2 separate regions of the Gasterosteus aculeatus genome follow, and region 2 is linked to region 1. A link is a contact called in public Hi-C data. All regions are on one chromosome and are shown on one strand. The core of a region is the stretch at or near the end of the contact, and the rest is flanking DNA. Distances in the headings are between cores, read along the strand shown.

Evidence for each region. A called contact is a pair of places that touch in the nucleus more often than the background predicts.
Region 2: a contact with region 1 is called in a Hi-C map of whole body, with 4 times the contacts expected there. The contact joins the promoter of insrb here to the enhancer-like site in region 1. A contact is called at or near these places in 3 of 6 Hi-C or Micro-C datasets (skeletal muscle, tail fin and whole body).

What each region holds. Positions count from the first base shown.
Region 1 is chr8:16,297,921-16,302,288 of fGasAcu3.hap1.1, reverse strand. insrb (insulin receptor b) reads left to right here. Exons shown (of 23, transcript XM_040184073.2): 3 at 3,699-3,907; 4 at 4,018-4,151. Among protein-coding and RNA genes, the nearest start is that of arhgef18b, 24 kb to the right of the region's middle. Within about 2 kb of position 1,293, at least 9 of the 9 cell types and tissues checked have open chromatin away from gene starts, as enhancers often do.
Region 2 is chr8:16,345,751-16,350,094 of fGasAcu3.hap1.1, reverse strand. It overlaps insrb (insulin receptor b), which reads left to right and starts at 2,493. Exons shown (of 23, transcript XM_040184073.2): 1 at 2,493-4,029. The coding sequence starts at 3,936.

The DNA of each region.
Region 1 (4,368 bases), core at 44-2,543:
CTCAGCCACATCATGCAAAGTCTGGAGGACTTCACACGTAAAACGGTGAAGGGGGAAAGGCCAACCGGACCGTAACCATAACTATATATACATATGGAATGTAAAAAAACAAACAACAACAAAATATTGTTCTCCGCGTGCGCTTTTGTAGAATAAGCGCCTCCAGCTCGTACGTATTTCTCAGTTCGGTTTTGTTTCGACCAGGATTTTGCACGTCATTGTTTACCATAAAGCAATATCGTGAGTAGGGAACTTTCAACATCGCCGGGCCCAGATCCTCCACGTACCTTATTCCCCCCCCCCCCACTCTCTCTCTCCGCTGTATCGGTGAACAAACACAGACCTTCGCCTCTGTGTATTTGTATTTGTCTATTAGTGGGCTTGCGTGTGTTGACGCTTCTTATGACAGTATCACTCTCTCCTTCCCAGCAATCAGCCTTTTTGTTTACAGCCTTTCCCCTCCTCCCCGTCTCTCTCTTCGACTCTCTTCAGGGTGAATGTCTCACATCAGATCACTCAGCCTTTACAGCAAAGCTTTTGAAGCTTAGGACTCCCACCGTGGCCAAATATAGTAAAGTCTATGTGTGTGTGTGTGTGTGTGTGTGTGTGTGTGTGTGTGCGCGCGCGCAACAGGCTGGATGTGCGTCTGCGTGCATTTGTTCTCCTGAGTAAATGGCTCTGGGGTAAAAACGTGTTTGTTATTGTTCCCAGCACATCGCCTGTAGACAACACCGCCAATTAAAGGGGAGGTTTTATGTGTTAAGAGCAGGAAGTGTTGCCGTGTGTGGCAGCAGGCTATTGGCTGCCCGGCTTTTCCCATGTTCCTTCCCCGGGCGGCCGTACAGACAGGGCTCTTTACTGCCGCGGCCAAATGAAAGGTAAACACAACGCGCCTTTGAATTTAAATTCCTTACTCGAAACGTGTGTGTGTGTGTGTAAGGAAGCGGCAGGCAAATTATTGAATGACACTGTGAGGTTTAAATGTGTGTATGTGTGTGTGTTAAGCTTAATGAGAGATTAGCTCTCCAGGATGCTACAGCCCCCTCCTACTCCTCCTCCTCCTCCTCTTGTTGTTGATGCACGAGGGAAATCGTCCGTCCATCCATGCCTCCTTCCATCCATCCCCCCATGCAGCCAGCTCGAAAACAAAACAAGGCGTTGTATGAATGAAAGTGGGAGGGCTTGAGTGGCCTAGAAAGGCAGGCAGGCAGATAGAGAGATAGATTGTGGTGCAGGGCAGGGTGAGGCTGTGGTGGATGGGAGGGTCAGAGAAGAGGACGGAGGAGGGGATGAATGAATGAATGAGTGAGCTGACTGGAGCATGTTTGGCATAGCAGCTAGCTCGCGTAGCCCAGTGCTAGCGTGAGCGGAATGAAGAATAAAGCTGTTACGCTGCCGTAGCCCTCCCCACTGAGACGGCTGTGCTGTGATCCGGTAGAGAGGCGAGAGGGAAAAAAAGGGGTAAAATATACCTCAGATTAATACAATATAATAAAAATATTGAATAAGATACCATGGTAGTGCGTCATAAATGTAAATTATAATCACTGAAGTGAACATAAAAGGGCGCCTTAGTGGATGGAACTAGCTATCTCTGTTTCAGTCGTAATTCAGCCGAAGCAGCAGTCTTCCCCGGCGCACTGGCTGCTTGGCTGCGTCTGCCCCCTGTCTGTCCCAGCGAGGCCAGGGTTAACCCTGGGCGTCTCTCTCCTCCCCGACATGGAAGGCCATTGAATGGCTGCCTCCCCCAGTCGGCAAACGCATTGGCTGAAGCTGAGGGTGGATCTGGGGTTGGAGCGGCACCCAGGCACGGATCCTCGACTGGAGCTGGAGCCAGTGCGAGCAGTCGCCTCCCTCCCGCGCTACGTGACGCCGTGGTCACAGCATGGACACACACACACAGCAGACAGACGAGAGGGGGAGGGCCGAAGAAGAGCATTTTTCTCTGTGGGTCAGAGACGACGGTGTGCAGCGTTTTGGTTTATTGGCTCACAGTAAAGAAAATGCAGTTGAGCAACTCCTGAACCAACCCGGGAGGTGGAAATGATGTTTTTTTTACTTTATTAGTCTTCCCCCTTTTCTGCAGTTTCCACCCTCCTGTCCCTCTTGTCATTGTTCTTTTCTTTAACCGTCTGTCCTCTCTGCTTTTACTCAGGCACCACAATGGGCACCCCTCCTGTGCACAGGGCGGGTGGTGGTCCTTAGGTTTGCTCACAGTACGGATAACTTGATTATCGAAAGCTAACCAAAATACTAATTCAGAACCTTCCCTTTTAAGTATGTGTGTATTAGACACTCAAAGCAGGGTCAAATCATGTTTGCACCCTTTTATTTGCCCTGGATCTGCTTTGTGCCCTGACGCTCTCTGGTTCAGTTCACACGTGATATTAAGGCTGACGCGGAGAAGCATGTTGAGAGTCGTTGATCAACACACTGTAGATATTTAGCTTTTTTTTAATCCAGCCAATTTCGAAGTAAATAGAACTGACCCGATTAGTTTTTATTATGTATTGTATCCTGGACTGAAATGAACAGGGCATCCTCCGTTAACTCGCTGCTTATTGTTATGTCCTATCCTGTTTGTCCCCATCAGTATGTGTAGTTGGCAAAAAGACCAGCGCCTGGCATAAGGTGAGATGTAATGAGTCTGTACTGGTCATCAGACGAGGCAATAACAGCCAGTTTATTGGATCATTACAGGGAACGGGGCAAACCTAACGGCTAATCCAATCACAATTGACACTAAAGCTCTTTCACCAAATGCTGTTTCCAAACAGGTCAAATTGAACTTGACATGAGCCAATGACCTATAGTGTTAAAGCTAATAGCAATTAAGGTGGTTTCCATGGTGGTGCAGACGATCGCCGTTGCTCATCAGGTGTGAATTGTGGACACTTCATGGATGCCAGGGTTGCATTCACTAGTTGTCCAAATACGTGTCAGCATGCCGATTACGGTGGGAGTTGTCTGATTGTGTCCTTGAATGCTAATTAGTGTTGGTCTAATATTGTGCAAATTGAGTAGATTTTCAACACAACCCCAGAACACAGACGGGAGGTCATGCTGTTGTAGCCTTGATTCAACTTGTTGATGCAACAATTTTAGCAGCAGCGACTCGATTGACGTTCATGTCGGGGGTTCATTTGGGATCTTTGTTTCTCTCAACCTAGTGGTGTGTTAACATTACAGTCTGCAATCCATCAGCCAGCCAAGGGAATCGCTGATAAATCTTAGCTTTGTGTTTTTTTTAATTACGTTTTCTCTTTAAGGGTCGACGTTTGTTTCAGTTCCCCCCCTCCCCTCCCTCGATGGCAGCTCCAACTTTCTCCAGCAGCGAGGAACCACAAGGCCTCGGCCGAGAACACCTGTTTATAGTTCACGCAGCCATGTTCATGTGTTTGTACTTCCACAGCAAACATGCATGCGGTTCCCTCGCTGCTCACAGATCAGAGCGAACCACCACTCGGTGGCCATTTTGACCACAGGGGGCTCCGCTCATTTGGCCCCTTCTTGTTTTTTAACGTTTGGCGAGCTGTTAAATGCCAGACACGGCGTCTGAGAAAGCGACACGTCTCTGCCTACCAACGCAATTTTTATAGAGATACTAATTAGGGTAAAAAAAAAAACATTACTAAATCTGTGTGTACAGTCGTTAACCTCGTCCTTACGTTTTGTCCTCCCCCTCTGTTTCTCCTCAGTGTGCCTGGACAACTGTAGGCATAGTGCGTGTAACCACAAGGGCCAGTGCTGCCATGACCAGTGCCTCGGCGGCTGTTCTGAGCCAGGTAATGCAAGTAGCTGTGTGGCCTGCAGGAACCTCCAGCACGGGAATAACTGCATGGAAAAGTGTCCTCCTGGATACTACGTCTTCAGGGGCTGGCGCTGTGTCAGCTTTTCCTTCTGCCAGGTTGGTGATAATTCAAATTCTTTAAGGTTGACTCTTATAATGTCGACACAGTAAACTTACATACGCAGGTGAAAGCAATCGTTTAATTTTTTATTTTTTTTTCAAACCAGGAGCTCCACAACCAGTGTAAGGATTCTAAGAAGTTGAACCAGGACCGAGAGTTGGGCTGCCACGAATATGTCATCCACAATGGAGCCTGTATTCCAGAGTGTCCGTCAGGATACACCACTATCAACTCCACTACGTACGTCCGGCACACACACACACACACACACGCACACACCTTTAATGCTACCATAAACACTGCCGTGATGGTGGCCGTCATTACACGATTGGAGAGTTAGTTAGTTTCCACCCACAACAAATCATTCTCCTGTGACAGTGGATTGTGGTCACTGAACACACTCAATAACCTTTGCACACAAAAGGTGATTGTGTTGGGAAGTTGATCAAACAGAAAG
Region 2 (4,344 bases), core at 1,244-3,743, 47 kb before region 1:
AGGGAATCGCAAATGTATGCATTTATAACTCGTTGGCTTTGGTGTGGGGATCCCGACTGCACTGATAAATGGTGAGTAGCTCCAAGGAGCTGTTGTATGTCACCTGACCTTCTGCTTGCTTAAATGGGCTGATGCTAAATCAAGATATAATTTGTTATTGGAATCAGTGATCCAAATCAAATAAAGCAATGCTCCCTTGTTCCGTGTATCTGCCTTGCCGGACCTGAAGGGACAAAAGAGTATTTTGTTGTGCTCTTGCTGACATTATTGCAAAGCTGGATGTGTGCCGTCAGAAGGTGAAAAGCTGTACGCTGGGCCTTTGAAGGGCTTCATGGGCGGCGTTCACTGACGTAATGTGCGCTGACCAAGCAAATTTTCTTCAACCATCACCCATCTTCGTGACATCCACATATCTGCATATCCCGCGGTCTGAATCAACGTGCAGATAGCGGGCGGAAACGTGGTGAATCTGCCCCGGAGCTTGAGATAAAAAGAGATGTGTCAACATGTTACTCACAGAAACGGCGGCTTTGCAACATCCATGTTGTTACAGATTGATTGCCTGTGTGAGTTACAAAAAATAAAAATAAAAAGACGTTCATGAATGACCAAACAGCCATGCTATGTTCCAAATTCATCATTTGCAGTCAGTATATGAAGCAATGAACTTCCACAAACCGCATTATAATCCACATTATGATTATTTGGCATCACCCAGATCTCCCTACACACTTCTCTCTCTCTGGCCGGAGTTAATCCCATTCATTGAAATCGTTGTATCCCTTTTTCCCGGTTTGACGTTTGGAGTAAGTGAATTGGCTGGAGTTATTTTTAGTGCCACCTACTGAAATGAAGGTAGTACGGCGGCTGCGTGTGCAGACTCGAAACAGCACTCTTGTGCTTGTGGGATAGAAAGTCACTCACTTGACTTCCTCTATACTGAAAAGGGAAAGAAAGTGGTGCAGAGCACCTGAGAGGAAGTGTGTGTGTGTGTGTGTGTGTGTGTGTGTGTGTGTGTGTGTGTGTGTGTGTGTGTGTGTGTGTGTGTGTGTGTGTGTGTGTGTGTGTGTGTGCGTGTGTGTGTGAAGAGAACACAAGGACAGAGGCTGCATGTGTGTGCGCGCCTCCAGTTGTGGCGTCAGACAGCGTGACTACCACAACGAGATCTGTTTTGACTAGATTCCACAACCCTTAGTCCTTCAGACCTGTGACATATAATCTCACTAAGACCTCATTTACTCTGTTCACCGGGTAACAACATTCCTCAGATTAAGCAGCCGGCTCCACAAGCAGAGCGGGCCAGTGTGTGTCCATCCAGGCACACAAGCGGCACACGTGATCAAAAAGAGGCAAATGTTTTACTACATTGGGTTCTCTTGTCTTCCATTAGTCCCATGTTGAGGTGAGAATGGATTCAGCCACCGACCTGGAAGTAGTAACAAGTCCCCAAGTAATGTGTTTCATTAATAGGTCAGGATTCATTATAAGGATAATGTGGATATTTGGGGGAATGGTGGAAACCTGTGTGACTGCAGGCAGGTTCTTTACCTCGTGGCTGTCGGACAAGGCAGTGTGCAATGTTTACAACGCTTTATGACACAGGGAGAGCTTATTCTGGCCACAAGGGTTTTCTGCTTCCATACTGCTTGAAATTCAGCTGAAAATATCAGTTCTCTTTGTTGATTTCTGTACATATGTAAACTACACTTCTCTCGGTCGCTAAGTAAGCAAAACATTGGTGTATAGAGAAGGCTTAAGATAAGTTGGCAAATTAATTAATTTGGCTTGTTCAGTCAGTCATCAAATAACTAGTTAGAGCTGAGAAGATTGACATACATTAATGACGGAAATTAAACTGCAACTATTTTCATTATTGATTAATAGTACAATCGTTTTTTTTAATGCGAGGATTATCTGATTTTCTTTCTCATCGTACAGATGATTGTAACCTACAATCCTTGCATGGGTTCGGGACAGTTGTTCTTTTGAAAATTGTTCGGCAACTGATTTGATATTTTGTGGACAAAACAAGTCACTGAGAAAATGATCAAGAGATTAATCCTAATATGTTTTGACTGCAGGCTCAAACTGGTTACTGATTACTGCAGGACTCGTGTGGCTGTTATTTTGTCCACAGTCTGTACAAAAGAAAAGACTACGAATAGACTAAATAATTGAGATTCAACAACCCACGGTGGCGAGAATCAACAATTCAGCGCAGCACGTGATTTTGCATTTGAACACACGTATGTTATAAAAGAAAGTGAATCTGCTGCTTTACGTGTTTATTTTTCTTAAAAACTCATTATATACATAAAGACATATACAACAATTATTATACTCTACGAGGACGCGTGAACCCCCTCGACCCTCTCCTCCCCTCCGACAAACAGCGCCGGTGTTTTGACGCTGGCGGCCGCGCTGCCTGAGTCCAGATCCGGATCCAGCCGGTTGAGCGGCGGGCCGCTCCGCTCCGGGTTTTCCCGCAGACCACGTGCGGCCCAGCTGAGGTGACTGGCAGGACTTGTTTACTGGTGGAGAGACTCGCAGAAAGAGAGAGACGGAAAGAGGGGGAACCGGAGGGAGAGCAACCGCTAAAACGGAACGGGAATCCAAGTTTTTTTTTTAAAAACACTTGCTTCTTCTTTTTTTTTTTGTTAACTCTTTTCACGTTTGTTGACCTCATCGTTTTTCACTCTCGAGGACGGGACGCTGACTTTAGCCAAAGCGCGTGTGTGTGTTTTTATTTTTATTTTTTTAACTCTCGCCTCGTTTGTTTTGGATTAGCTTAGCTTTAGCTAACGTTAGCTCCCCCCCCTCCCTCCACCAGCTAACGTTAATCTGAAGAAAAAGAAACGGGCGGCGCGGTGGAGAGTTTTCTCACTTCACGGCAACGTGCAGGTCCAACGTAGCCGTTTCCACCCACATCCACCCACACCTCCACCTCCTTTCGTCGTAGACGGGAAAAGACGTATCGTTATTTTTTTCCTCCCTCCCCGTTCGTTTGTTCGGTTGTTTTTTACGGGTGTCTGCGGGCGAGCTGGTCAGGGGAGGTGAAGGAGTTCAGAGGAAGGTCGTCGCAGGGAAAAGGAGCTGCCTCGTTGCACGTTTTTTTTTTTGGTTGTTTTGTTTTTGGGTTTTTTTTTCTCCCCCTCCCCGCCCCGCACGTAGCTCTCCTCCGAAGGAGTTTCCCGGGATGAGCTCCCGTTCGACCTAAAGGGGTTCCGAGAAGACACCAGCGAAAACAGGGCTGGGTGGTGCCCGAACCTGTGGACTTCAGAGAGAGAGACAAGTGTCCTTCCGGCTCCCGCGAGACCCACAACTCCAGCTCATCGGTGCTTTCTTTCTAAAACCGGAGACACGTTTCGTACCAGTTGTTTTGTTTTTATTTCTAGGTGGGTGTATTCCCTCTTCGCAGCGGTGTATTACGGAGAAATGAGGCCGGGGCCACTGGTCCTCCTGCGGGGACCTCCAAACTAGCCCCCCCCCCCCCCCCCCCCGCTCCTCCTCCTCCACCTCCTCCTGCGTGTGGGATATAAATAATAATAGTAATTCCTCTCTTCGTTACGCGGAGCAGCAACATTAAACAAATGAACGTGGACTGTCGCCTTCACTTATGGAAAATGAACATCTGTACCCGCCCGCGTGTTGCCAGAACCCGAGATCACGTCATTTAGTGGTCTGCGTTCTTCTCCGGGGCGCACACAGCCGACATCACCAAGTCGGCCGGGAAGATACTCATAAATGTTCAACTCCCCCCGGCTGACGGGGGGCGACGTGGAATCACTTGGCTAACGTCGAACTTCATTTTTAGGAATTTGTCCACTGCTTTTTTTTTAATATCCCAACCCCGTGTTGAGAACTTTTCTCCCTCTTTGGAGTGTTTTTTTTTGTTTGTTTATTGAGAGGTGAGCTCAACTTCTCTCCAAGTCAAAATGAGACGCTGGACGCTGAAGCTGAGAGCACAAATTGTGTGTTTTATCGTCGGCACCTGCATTGTGTTCCAGTGTGGACTAATACACGGAGAAAGTAAGTTATGTGTTTTTTAAAAGTCTTCACAACACATGTTGCTGTATGTGTATATATATATTTTTTTTATTTTGTTACGGTTTTCTTGTTTGACATTAACAAATATACAGAAGAAAGGACATTTTAATGTTTTTCTAAGGGATCCCATCAGATCTTACACATTTAGAGTTTGTGATTACAGTATCCGTGTTGGCAGATAAACTACCATTAAGTAAGACATTGGTAACATAAACAAACCAAAGACCTCTGCTGTTATTCAAATAGTAATGTTGTTTACAGTTGTTAATTAAATTAAAGTAAGCTTGTCTTCCACTT